Linked DNA regions of Mus musculus: all the other regions are linked to region 1. The links are chromatin contacts, called in public Hi-C and HiChIP or PLAC-seq maps. All regions are on one chromosome and are shown on one strand. Each heading gives the region's core, a stretch centred on a gene start, on an enhancer-like site or on the middle of the called end of the contact. The rest is flanking DNA. Distances are from core to core; before and after follow the strand shown. Region 1 holds the start of Gse1 (genetic suppressor element 1, coiled-coil protein). Region 2 overlaps 6430548M08Rik (RIKEN cDNA 6430548M08 gene). Region 3 has its middle 37 kb from the start of A330074K22Rik.

Evidence for each region. A called contact is a pair of places that touch in the nucleus more often than the background predicts. HiChIP or PLAC-seq counts read pairs in DNA pulled down with a chosen protein or histone mark.
Region 2: a contact with region 1 is called in a Hi-C map of muscle stem cells, with 2.5 times the contacts expected there. The contact joins the enhancer-like site here to the promoter of Gse1 in region 1. A contact is called at or near these places in 3 of 484 Hi-C or Micro-C datasets (brown adipocytes, muscle stem cells and nephron progenitors), 8 of 115 datasets of contacts at active chromatin or transcription factors (craniofacial prominence, embryonic basal ganglia, embryonic forebrain and 5 more) and 1 of 9 other capture datasets (adipose tissue).
Region 3: an H3K4me3 HiChIP or PLAC-seq map of embryonic forebrain shows a contact between it and region 1, with 4 times the contacts expected there. The contact joins the enhancer-like site here to the promoter of Gse1 in region 1. A contact is called at or near these places in 6 of 484 Hi-C or Micro-C datasets (the C2C12 cell line, cerebral cortex, embryonic stem cells and 2 more), 16 of 115 datasets of contacts at active chromatin or transcription factors (bone marrow-derived macrophages, craniofacial prominence, embryonic basal ganglia and 11 more) and 2 of 9 other capture datasets (embryonic stem cells and liver).

Annotation. Positions count from the first base shown.
Region 1 is chr8:120,535,552-120,539,369 of GRCm38.p6, forward strand. It overlaps Gse1 (genetic suppressor element 1, coiled-coil protein), which reads left to right and starts at 1,858. Exons shown (of 16, transcript NM_001145896.1): 1 at 1,858-2,011. The coding sequence starts at 2,005. It overlaps 1700016A09Rik (RIKEN cDNA 1700016A09 gene), which reads right to left and starts at 2,175. Exons shown (of 1, transcript NR_151732.1): 1 at 1,341-2,175. It overlaps Mir7687 (microRNA 7687), which reads left to right and starts at 3,145; the gene lies at 3,145-3,203.
Region 2 is chr8:120,151,153-120,154,970 of GRCm38.p6, forward strand. 6430548M08Rik (RIKEN cDNA 6430548M08 gene) reads left to right here. Exons shown (of 13, transcript NM_172286.4): 5 at 159-229; 6 at 1,287-1,482; 7 at 2,279-2,319; 8 at 2,770-2,848. Among named protein-coding and RNA genes, the nearest start is that of Cibar2, 24 kb to the right of the region's middle. Within about 2 kb of position 1,654, at least 54 of the 459 cell types and tissues checked have an H3K27ac peak or open chromatin away from gene starts, as enhancers often do. A contact at or near this core is called in muscle stem cells, where this site is marked.
Region 3 is chr8:120,263,441-120,267,258 of GRCm38.p6, forward strand. It overlaps a transcript of Gse1 not described here. Among named protein-coding and RNA genes, the nearest start is that of A330074K22Rik, 37 kb to the left of the region's middle. Within about 2 kb of position 1,736, at least 133 of the 459 cell types and tissues checked have an H3K27ac peak or open chromatin away from gene starts, as enhancers often do. A contact at or near this core is called in the C2C12 cell line, cerebral cortex, embryonic basal ganglia and 6 more, where this site is marked.

The DNA of each region.
Region 1 (3,818 bases), core at 608-3,107:
TTGGAGGAAGAGCCTGGTGTTGTTACCTGGGGAACCTGGCCCGCAGGCAGCGCGGCCAGGTGCGAGCTGCTCATTTACATGTTGTCCCCTCCCCACCCCCCCAAGCCAGTAATCCAGGTGGGAAAGGGGTTGGACCAGCCCGGGAGGTTTTTCATTTTGTTTTTACGGCTCGAGGCCAGTTGTTTCTCCTGACACCTCCCTGTCCCCCCTCCCCCCTCCCGCGTGCGATTCCCGACGGGTAAAGGCGCCTCTCCCCGCCCCCACTCCTGGGGAGCCCGGCGCATCCTCCTGGTCTCCAGCGTCGTAAACTTGCGGAGGCCACGCTGCCCCGGGCGACGCGAACTAACGCGTGGACCAAAGGCCGCGCAGCGCGTGTGTGGGGCCAGGGACCCGGTGGCCGCAGGTAGGAGCAGCAACTCCGCCCTCCCTCGCCCGCCCGTTTCCCTTGTCGTTTGTGGTCGGCCAGGGGCTTGTGCAAGACTGGCCCGGCGTGCGCCCCCGCCCCGCGGCATCGGCGGCTTCTGCTGGCGCGGGCCCCGAGCGCTGCCCGCCGCCGGCGTCATCGGGAACAGATGGACGGGGGGTGCTGGCGCCCGCGCTCGCTCCCGGCGCTGTCCCGGCTGGCGCGGGAGGGAGGAAGGCGGGGGAGGCAGCGCGCGCCTGCGGAGCACTGCGCGGGCATGTCCCGGGGCAGGTTTGGGGCTGGCACCGCGGTGGAAAGTTGAGACCCGCAGCGGCGCTGAGGTTCCCCCCCCAACCCCCCCGGTGCGGTGGCCTCCGGGCTTGAAAGTCTGAAAGTGGAGGATCATTAAGAGAGCTGTGTAGAAAGGCCGGGCGGGGGAGACCCCGGGACCTCGCGACGACCTTGCCACCTCGATGGCTGCTCTCTGCGCGCTGGGTCCGGCCGAGGGTCCCCGGCTGCCTGGCTCGCGCTGTAACCTCGCGCTTCCCGGGTGGCGGGAAGGGGGTGTTTCTAGGGATCGGTCGCGTTGTGGGCGGGGACGCTGGGGCCCACAGTCCCTCTCCGCGCCGCCTGTGGGTGCCGAGGAATTTCAGGACGCTCCCTGAGTCATCCCCGTGAAGTGCCTGGGTGAGGTAGGGTGGGTGGGGGTGCCAAGAGTGGGAAGGCGGTGCGCTGGGGCCGGTGGCGCGGTGGGTTGTGCCAGTTTCTGGAGGCGGCGGCCTCGCCTCTGACCGCAACCCCAGCTACTTAATGATGCCCCTGGCGCAGCGGCGCCTCCGTGGACTTCTCGAACATGGGCTCTTTAAAGAACTAGAGCCCCCGCCGTTTGGCCTTCTCAAAAATTCCTTAAAGCGAGATGGAGACTTTGCAAAACTTTGGGACAGAGGCTCGTGGCCCGAGCTCTTAACATTAAGTCCTTTAAAGTTGTGGTAATAGATCAGGCATCTTGGAGATCGAGAGAGGCCAACGGCCTATATTGTGTGGTCCCCTCCACTCAGCACAAGGAAAGGCCTATCCCTCCCCTCTCTTAGTGGGTGGCCAGGTGCCAGGCACTGTTCCAGGCGCTTGGGGAGGCGGCTATGAGGCTCGGATATGGCAGGCGTGTTGTAAGCCACTCCTCCCTACTCTTGGAGATGAGTGGCCCGCGAGGCCTCTGAGAGATCCCCCTGGACTGTCCGGACAGCCAGGGTCGCCAGGAGCGCGGGGGGCGGCACCTACCCGGCGGGTTGTGACCGCGCTGGGTGCTCCGGGCGGTCTGTCGGTGCGCGCGCGTGCGCTTGCGGCTGAAACCCGACACCTCCCGCCGGCTGAGGTCAGGGCGCCGGGAGCGAGCCGGGGCCGGGGAGTGGGCGGCGTTGCGCTTGGGTGTGTCCTCAGCGGCGACAGCAGCAGGTGTTTCTTGGCCCAGGCCCCGGAAGCTCCACCTCCCCGAGCGGCGGAGCCGCCGCCGCACAGCCCCGGGTGAGATAAGCAGTTCAGACAAACCCGGGCGACGGTGGCTCCGGCATGTGTCAGGAGCGGTGGAGCAGCGGGGCCCTGGCATGAAAGGTGAGCGCGCGGGTGGGGGATGGTGGCGGGGGTTCCCTCGTTCTTCCTCTCCCCAAGTTTGTGGGCTCGGGAGGGGCGCCAACGGCCGGTGCCAGGTCCCGCGGGTGTGAGGGACGAGAAGCGCGGGGCGCGCGGCCGACCTGAAGCCACACTCGCGGCTGCGCGCGCGCGCGCTGGGCTCAGCCGGCTCTGCTGCCGCGGAAGTGCGCGGGGAAGTGCGCGGGGGCGGCTCCGGGGCTCGGGGTTGTAGCAAAACTTTGGATGGGGCGGGGGCGCCCAGGCAGGTGGTTGGATGGGGGGGGGGGTGCTTTACCTGGGGTGGCAGTCCAAGGGGCCTCCGAACCCCCCGCCCAGCCCTTCCCGCTCCGCCTGGATGCGCCTCCCCGCCCCCCGCGGCCGCGCTGACGGCGAGTGGCCCGCCCGAGTGGAGCCGATTCAATTATATTGCAGCACCAGAGACACCTCGTCGCCCGCCGCCTCTCCGGCAGGCTAATTAAATTCCCTTCTTGGAGGCGGAGCGGGAGCTGGGCTGCCCTCCCCGCTGCCCGCCTCTCCGAGCGCCGGGAGGTGGCGGGGGCCGAATAGGACTGCGAGGAGCAGGCTTGGGGCCGCAGGTCTGGGCATCGGAGCCGGGAGCGAGCAAGGGGCGCCCCCGCGCACCTGCCACCCGTGGTGGGGGTGCCAGCTCGAGTTGGGTCGGTTTGGTGCAAACCAGCCTTTGTCTTCCATGCATTTAAAGCACTCTAAACCCTTACTAGACCCCTGCGGTGCCTTATCTGTCGCGGTTGGGGCCCACACAGGTTGGGGTTTGAAAACAAGCGAGACCACCAAATGGAAGGGGGGAAAAAAACAAACCAAAATACAAGATCCTTTTGTAAAGAGGACCGGAACAAAAGGCGCAGCCTCGCTCTAGGAGGGAGCATCGGGCCTAAGCCGATTCCCAGCACTGGGGGACAAAGAGGCAGGAGGTCTTGGCTGGCCGCTTGGCAGTGTCTCAGTCTGAGACTGGTTTACCCCCTCTTCCCGAGGAAGACAAGGCCCCCCTGGCGAGCAGCCTTCCCTGGGCGTCCGTGTTACTTAAGCTTGGCTACTTAAGTGTTGCTTAGCCTGTGTTTACAGCCGCCCCCACCCGCAGGCGGGGAACCTGAGGCGCAGGCTGTGTCTGACTCAGCCACTCAGTCGCCCCGCCACAGGTGAGGGGGGCCGGGGCACAGGCTCCGACTGGCAGCGTGTGTCATCTGCTATGCTGGGTGTCACGCCCCACCGGGTGGACCGGAACAGGGTTGCTGGCAGCCTCCCTCGATGGGGCTCGCTGTGCCGAAGCCGCTTGCTCAACACTTCTCACAGCCACCGGGTCACGCCTGACCACCTCCTGGGGTGTGTGTGTGTGTGTGTGTGTGTGTGTGTGTGTGTGTGTGTGCGCCTTGATGGCTTGGTACAAGGTTGGCTTTTGTCGCCTGGTTTGGCAGCTGGAGCGGAGGAGGCTTGGGGGGAGGGGGCGCTGGTGAGCAGCCAGCCAGAGACCCGGGGTCAGCCACGCCTTCGGAAAGGAGGTGGGAGGCCTGTCCTGGCTTTGGGCTCTGTTGTGCCTGCCTTAGGGCAGGTTCCGAACCGGGAAGGCAGAGAGGCCAGATCAGGCCCTGACCTGTTGGGGGCAGCTAGTAGGATTCTGACCAGTTACGGTTGAAAAGGGGGTGTATATAGTTAGTTAACATTTTAAAATTACTAGGAATCAGGCCTTGTCAGGCCCCCATTAAGCTAACCTTGGGGCTGGCCTGGGGCGATTCTGATGCCTCCAGGTAGGTTT
Region 2 (3,818 bases), core at 404-2,903, 380 kb before region 1:
AGCGTTTGGTCCTGCTTCGGTAACCTGCAGGGGTGCCGGGCCCGTGGCAGCACATCAGCACCACATGCCTTTAATCCCAGCACATGGGAAGCAGGGGCAGTGAATCTCTGGGAGTTGGGCAGTGGGGCTCTAGCCAGCCAATCTTGTTCACATCCCAGATGCCACCAGATGGACGACTTCGGGCCTGCCAAGAACCTCATGACCATGTGCTTCACTTACTACCATCTGGGTGAGTACGACTGACCAGAGCAGCCACCCTGGGAAAGGAGCTGGGAGCCGGGAACACAGCAGGAGGGAAGCTTCCTTTATTAACAGCAGGTGCTGTGTGGCTTCCAGAGAGAAGGAGCTGATATTGGGAGGAGGACAGCAGGCATGAGACTCCCGGTGTGGGAGGAAATGTGGGATGCACTTGGGGTCAGGGCATGGCTGTCCACACTGCAAAGGAAATGACAGGAGGCAGGAATGCTACATGTGGGGACTCAGCTTTCTGCTCCAGCAAAGCACAATTCAGAGCAGGCTATCCTGGGAAGAGTCCGGGGTAGCTGGGGATAACTGAGCAAAGGTACAGAGCCTAGGGGTCTCTTTTGGCTCATGGTGTTGAAAGGACCAGTGTGCAGGAGTTATAGGGTGTCTTGTGCTGAGCCCTGCAGCCAGCCAAAAGAGACCAGTTCAACTCTTCAGGGAGGGTGCTGGACCCTCCCTATGGAGGCCTGGGCATGGGTAATCGAGTAGTCCCTAACAGCCCGCTTCTGCACGTGCTCCAGGTCTCCTGCTCCCAGCATCCCCAAATGGCCCAATTGCTATAGATCATGGCAGGCTGTTTGCTTGACTGGCTACCATCAAATCAAATAGAAAGCTTTATCCTATTCGCCCAGTCGGAGTCCATCGGCGTTTCCTTTGTGGTGTTACTTCCACTCACTGCCCTAAGGAAGGAATTCTGGTCTCTCAGACCTGCTGTGTGGCTCTCAGTGTAGATTTCTCTTCTTCCCAGATGCCAGCTCCTTCTGGCTACCTCTGCCCTCCCACCTGGCTCTTGCCCACTTCTCTGTGTAGTCTGTGCTTACTGAACACTCCGGAGAGGCCCGGCCTTCCCTTCTGGGGGAGCTTGCTAAGCCAGCTGCTTCTGACCACCTACCCTGTTGAGGAGACTGAGGGCAGCACCTCCTGTCCTGCAGTCCCTGGGAAGCACCTTCAGGCGCTCTCTCTCTCTCTCTCTCTCTCTCTCTCTCTCTCTCTCTCATCTGAGCTGCAGACTGCTTCTTACTCCATTTCTCCCCACTTTCAAGGCAAGCCCCAGCTGCCCCCGACAGAGCCCAGGGAGAAGCCAGCAGGCAGTATTGACTCCTACCTGAAGTCAGCCAACAGCTGGCTGGCAGAGAAGAAGGACATTGCCGAGCGGCTGCTGAAGAACACAGAGAACATGAAAGGCTTTTTCGGGGGGCTGGAGACCAAGCTGAAAGGACCGCTGGTCAGGAAAAATGAGTGAGTGTGCCCCAGCCTGAGCTTACTATATGGGAGGAGCGTGTGGCTTACCTAGTCCTGGCCCTGCAGCTGTTCTTGAGTCACACAGCTGCCAGCCCAGCACGACTCTGCACCCCAGAGCTTCCACATGCTGTCCACTCATTGACAGGCGGGGTCCAGGAACCATGTTTCCTGGGCTGCCAGGAGCCTGTGGCTTTGTTGTTTGGCAACAGGAAGTTGAACACTCTGTCCCTCCTTCCTCCTGCCACTGCCGGGAGAGTTAATGTGAGCAAAGCCAGGAAAGCCCTGGGCGCAATGTCTCCGGGAGAGGCTGCTCTTGCAACAGATGATGGTTGTTGTTTTGTGTGAGACAAGGTCTCTATGTGGCTCGGGCTGTCCTAGAGTTTTCTCTGTAGACCAGCCTGGCCTTGAGCCTCCGAGTGCTGGGATTAAAGTCATGAGCCACTAGACCGGGCCCCAGAGAGCTCTTAAGATGGGTGCATTGGTCACAGGGGGGCTGAAGCTGAGACATCTTAAGGAGAGGGCACAACAGTACAAGGACAACCATCCAGGGACCTGCACCGCTTAAGGCTTGGCTATAGCCAGGGTATGCCACCTGTCCCTCCATGTCCACACAGTAGGCCCACAGAAAATGGTACCAGGCAATCTCAGCACCACAGGCCTCAGTCCCCAGCCTGCCAATTGCCACTGTGTCACTGACCCCCAGCTTCTCCTCAGAGGAGTTGCACAGAGAATGGGGCAGCATCTGCATGTGAGGGCCTGGGCTCCTTCTTACTGCTGTGGTCTCTCCCTCCAGGGAAGATGAGAACAAACCTAAGGACAGACAGACGAAGACTGGTAAGAACACAGCTCTCTGGGCTGCCTAGGGGGTGGGGCCTGTAGCAAGGGGGAACCTGGGGCTGATGCCTGGGATTAAGGAGTGCCCAAAGGAAGGCAGAGTCTACCTCTCGGGCCTCTTAACCAAGACGCACCATCCAGGCCTCAAACTGGCTCACCATTAGCCAGCAACAAGAGCAAGCAAGTAGCAAAAGAAAGGGCTTTGCTGCCTTTCTAAGCAGACTAAGGAAATACGAAATCCCTAACCGCAGGGGAGTTCAACCAGAGGGAGGGTGCCACTTCAGGGTTCACATAGGGAAAAAGCCCTAATCTAAGGCTGCAGAAAGCTTCGTGGAGTTTGGACAGTGTAACGTGATGACTTTGTGGAGAAGCAGAGCGAGCTGAGGGTCTGTAGGATCTGCCCGTGGGGAGCCCAGCCCAGGCCGCCCTCAGATCTCCTTATTCCTGCAGTGACCATGATCAGCCCTGAGGATGAGCAGAAGGGGGAGAAGGTTTACCTGTACACGCACCTGAGGCAGCAGCCCATCTGGTAAGGCCCATGGACACTCTGCCCATCCCACCCGGCGCAGCGGCTGCCCAGTCCCTCAGCTGCCCGTGTCTCCAGCAAGGACGGTGGCCGTCCTCACCTCCAGGGTAGCCACGGCAAGATGATAGATGCCAGCAAGTGTTCGTAGGGATGTGAAGACATCTGACTCTCCATGGGGACCATTGTGGAAATGCCTGGCAGCTCCCCAGGGGCTAACCGAGTGGCCGTGTGAGCAGCCGTTCCATTGTGGGTCCATGCACGTAGCACACGGAAGTCAGAATGGAGCTCGTAACACACTGGTCAGAACAGGCCCAAACCGACAAGGCCAGTGGGCTCTAGCATAAGCATGATGTGGTCTGTCCATGTTGTGAACTGTGGAGCAAGCCTGCATACAGATCACTGCACAGTGGCAAGAGCAGGCAGCCACAGAGGAGCCCGAGTCATCCGATCCTGTTTGTGCTGCAGCTGAGAAGCAGCAGTGGTGACCCACTGGTTCCTTATGGGGCCGCGGAACTGCTCTGGGCTTGACCGTGGGGGGAGCTGCACAACCGAATGCACTTAAGAATCACTGAATCGCAATCCGTGGTTATTTCTTCATTCAACTTTCTAAATTATTATTATCAGTGCATTGAATGTTTTGCCTGAGCACCATATGTGGGCCTGGTGCCCTTGGAGGCCAGACATGAGCACTGGATCCCCTAGAACTGGAGTTACGTTACAGATGGTTGTGGGCTGCCATATGGATACTGGGAATCACCAGTCAGGTCTTCTGAAAGAGTAGCAAGTGCTCTTAGCTACTAAGACGTCTCTCTAGACTCCTACACACCTTATTTAATTCTGTTGGGCCAGGGCTGTCTGCAGTGCCATGTTTATATATATAGATTGTGTCTTAATGTTTCTGTGCATGTACACACACAAACACACACACACAAACACACACACACACAAACACACACACACACACACACACACA
Region 3 (3,818 bases), core at 486-2,985, 270 kb before region 1:
TGTTTAATGAGTGTCCTTTCCATGGCTGCTAACACTCTGAGAGGGGTGGAGAGGCCGGTGAGGCGTACAGATTCAGGAGGGACCATACGCAAGCTCCCAAGTCCCTGGGATGCCTCTGAATGGCTAGTGTGGGAGTCTTTCTTCCCCAGAGTCTCCACCGTGAATCCGAGGCTTGGGGACTGGAGCACAGAGGTCACACCCCAGCTGTGTGTCCCAGGTAGCCCAGCACAGGTGTTCCCTCTTGTTCCTTTGTTGATGCTCCAGTTTTGTGGGCTCACATGGGAGGCAGTGACTCCTCTTCCAAGCTCAGGTTTGTGGTAACGTACGGAGTGCCAGCCTCGGCTCAAGGACACAATGCCGTCTCGGGGAGCCCCTGGGACTGCTTTCTCCGTGCAATGCCCTGCCCTTCTGGGTCCCCCTCCAGCTTCCTGCCCCATCATGGCCAGTGTGCCTTTTGTACATGTCACAACTTCCAGCTCCTGGTAGACACCCTCTGCGTGTTTTTATAACAACCAAACAACCTGTGAAACTCTGTATTCTATGTATTCTCAAGTCCTTTGAGGACTTAAAAAAAAAAATCAATGCAAGCAGCTCAGGCTGGAATGCACGAAGCCCTGGTTCCACCCTCAGCACCCCAGAAACCGGAGGAGCAATAGTTCAAGGTCAGCCGTGGGTGCATAACAAGTTCAAATCCAGCCTGGGCTACGTGAGACCATTATCTTTAAAAGAAAAAAAATTTTTTTTTTTGAAGCTTTGGCTAAGTTGAAAATAATTTGGGTAGATTTGGGCTCAGATGGGCTCACAGCATCAGATTGCTGTCCTTGACCCCACTGTCCAGCCACCTGTGAGCACCTTACTCTTTCTTATTCTGAACCCCTCTGGAGCTGGCATGCACGAACTCATGGCCCCTGCTCCCATCTCTAATGACTCTATGTCTCCTAACGGTTTATGGTCTGTGAATAGTCCTTACACTTCCCATGTTAGCTCACCAGACCCCGCTCCTGTGGCTCTGTCTTTCCCTCGGGCATTTTATCCCTAGGTTCCTGCCTTTGCAGGACATGGGCAGTGTCCGTGCTTGTACCCACTTTACAGATGACTTGCCTAAGGCTCAGAGTTGCATTTCTTAGTTTCTGTTCTGGTTTCTTGACCCCATGGGTAACGTGAACTTTAAGGGAGGGGCAGGTATCAATATTTTCCAGGATGGCCCAGCCTGGGGGAGGAACTACATTAAGATATTTCAGGTGTACCCTCCACTGTTTTGTCCCCACCCCAGCAGGCTGCAGCTGTCCCACCTGGTGTCCCGTGTCATCACAGCTGGTGTGGAATGCTCCTGCCCTGAACCCTCCAAGTACCCTCTGTCCACCAAACAAGGGAGGGGAATCCCCTGCCACCGCCACCAACCAGAAACCGCAGTGGCGGAGCCGCTCTGGTCCCCTCAGCCGTGGGTGGTTGTAAAAATAGTGCTGGGTTTCAGTTGGAGCCACGGGGCTGGCGGGGGGTCGGTGTCCCCTCCTGGAGGAATCACCCGCCACATGTTGCCAGGAGCTTTGGCTGGGAGAGGCAAGCGCAGCTCCAGGCCGGCGAGCGGGCGGCCGCGCAGATGGAAACCCGATCAGCGCGGCGCACAGACTGTTTGATTTATTTTAAAATCAAGCAGATGGCAGTGGTGGGGTTTGTTTAAGTTCAGCTCAGAACCGGGCCCTCGGCCAGGAGCCTCAGGCAGCTGAGCCAAAAATTTTTCAATGACTTTGGTCGGCAACCCACCTCTTCCCTCCCTGTATGAACTTCAGCCCTGCCACACACAGGGAGGCCTTCGAGGGCCTTCTCCAGGGTTGGCCCCTTTGTCTCTGTCTTGCTGGGTCTGTCTCCCCCCTCCCTCATTCCCCCCCATTCCCCACCACTCCCCTGCTCACTAACCTCCACTCTCTGCCCCTCCTGGTGTGAGTCTGGGTGTCTGTCTCCATATCCCCCTACTGCTCCCCCCCACCCCTCCCTGTCTCAGGAACTTTCCAGAATCATCCTCCTGTTCCCCACTTTCTCCAGCTTCCTCACACCCTGCCCCCACCCTCCTGCTCCCCCAGAGGCCCCTCCCCCCACCCAGCAAGGCTCATGGGAGAACAGCCAAGCCTTTGTGGCATTTGGGCCCGTCCCCTCTCTGAGACGCCTGTGGCTGGGAAAACCAGGCCCCCAGCTATAAAATCCTGGAGCCAGCCTCTGGGTCAAGTGGCCTGGCCCGCCCAAAGGCAGGGAGGCCAGGGAAGTGGCCTTCTGGTCACAGGTCACCCTCTGCAGCTGTCCTCCTTGGCTGGGGGCGGGGTGGCCTGTGTTATGGGAGGAACCCACTGTGCAGCTGGCTCACTGGGGAGGTCAGCTGCTCCAGAAAGACACACACACACTCACTCTTTCATGCACACACACAGTCTTTCATACTCACACACATACACTCACATATACATACTCACAAACACATATACACTCACATACACACATACTCACATACACACTCACTCTTTCACACACACACACACTCTTTCATACACACACACACATACACTCACATACACACACTCACAAACACACATATACACTCACATACACATATACACATACACACATATATACTCACATACACACACATATACACTCACATACATATATACTCACATATACATATACACTCACATACATATACACATTCATACATACCCACATACACATACATACTCACATACACACACATATACACACACATACTCACATACATACACATACACCCTTCATATGCCTGCACTACTCACCTCCACACACACCAGACCTGCTTCTCACGCACACCTCCATTCTCCACTTGCACACACCAACATGCATGCACATACACCTCTCACATGTAAAGCCAGGGATTTCCAGCTCACAAAGAGACATGTGTCTCGTACACATACATCGTGAACATGGTAAGCCATGGCACCCCCTTTCCTCTTTCCCAGGATGAGCCAGGCAATGGCTCTCAAGCCCAGTGCCTCTGTCTGCCCAGCTCGGCTCTCAAGCCCAAGCAGCACTCGCTTACAGTCCAGGGAGGCCAGCCTTGGTTTGCCTTACTGTCTCTTTTGCCACAGTTCCTAAATACGATGAGGTTATCAATAGCAGCTGTCTCTTTACCCCAGCTCCCCAGGCAAGGTGGGATACTACATGGAATTCCCCCAGCACAGTCTCGACTTGGGCAGGAGGCCAGAGCCTCATCAGGTCCTCTTGGAGCTGGGTATCTTTCTGCCTCTGGGTGGAGAGGCTGGAAACAGAGTTTCCAACTCAGCCACCTTCCCACAGCTTCACCGTGGACGAGCCGGGCCAGCCTGGGGAGGGTAGGAGAGGGACGCATAGACCACCCTGGTTCATGGCTGCTCACAGTCTACAGAGGTCTGGGCTGTATCCGCATTTCTTGTTCCTGCTCTTAGGTCACATCATGGTGACAGGGAAGATCCTCTGGTGCCATGGCCTCTTTGTTCTCTGGCATCCAAGTGACAGCATTCTCATGCTCTTGGGACTGTACCCTGCCGCTTACTACACGGACCCTGCCCTGCTCCGGGGCCTCAGGGTTACATCTGTGAAAGAAGCTTGGTGCCCTGGAGGGTATTTGGGGACCCTGGGCTGAGTGTGGCCAGGAGGAAGCATACCCCCACACACACACCCAGGCCCCCCAAGCAATCCCGATGGTTTCACAGCCTCTGAAGATTTTCACGAGAGCCCCTCCAGGGTGCTTATGTGTGATTCCCACCTGACACCCATGCTGGCATCTGCTGGGGCTCAGTTTGAAAACTACAGGCAGT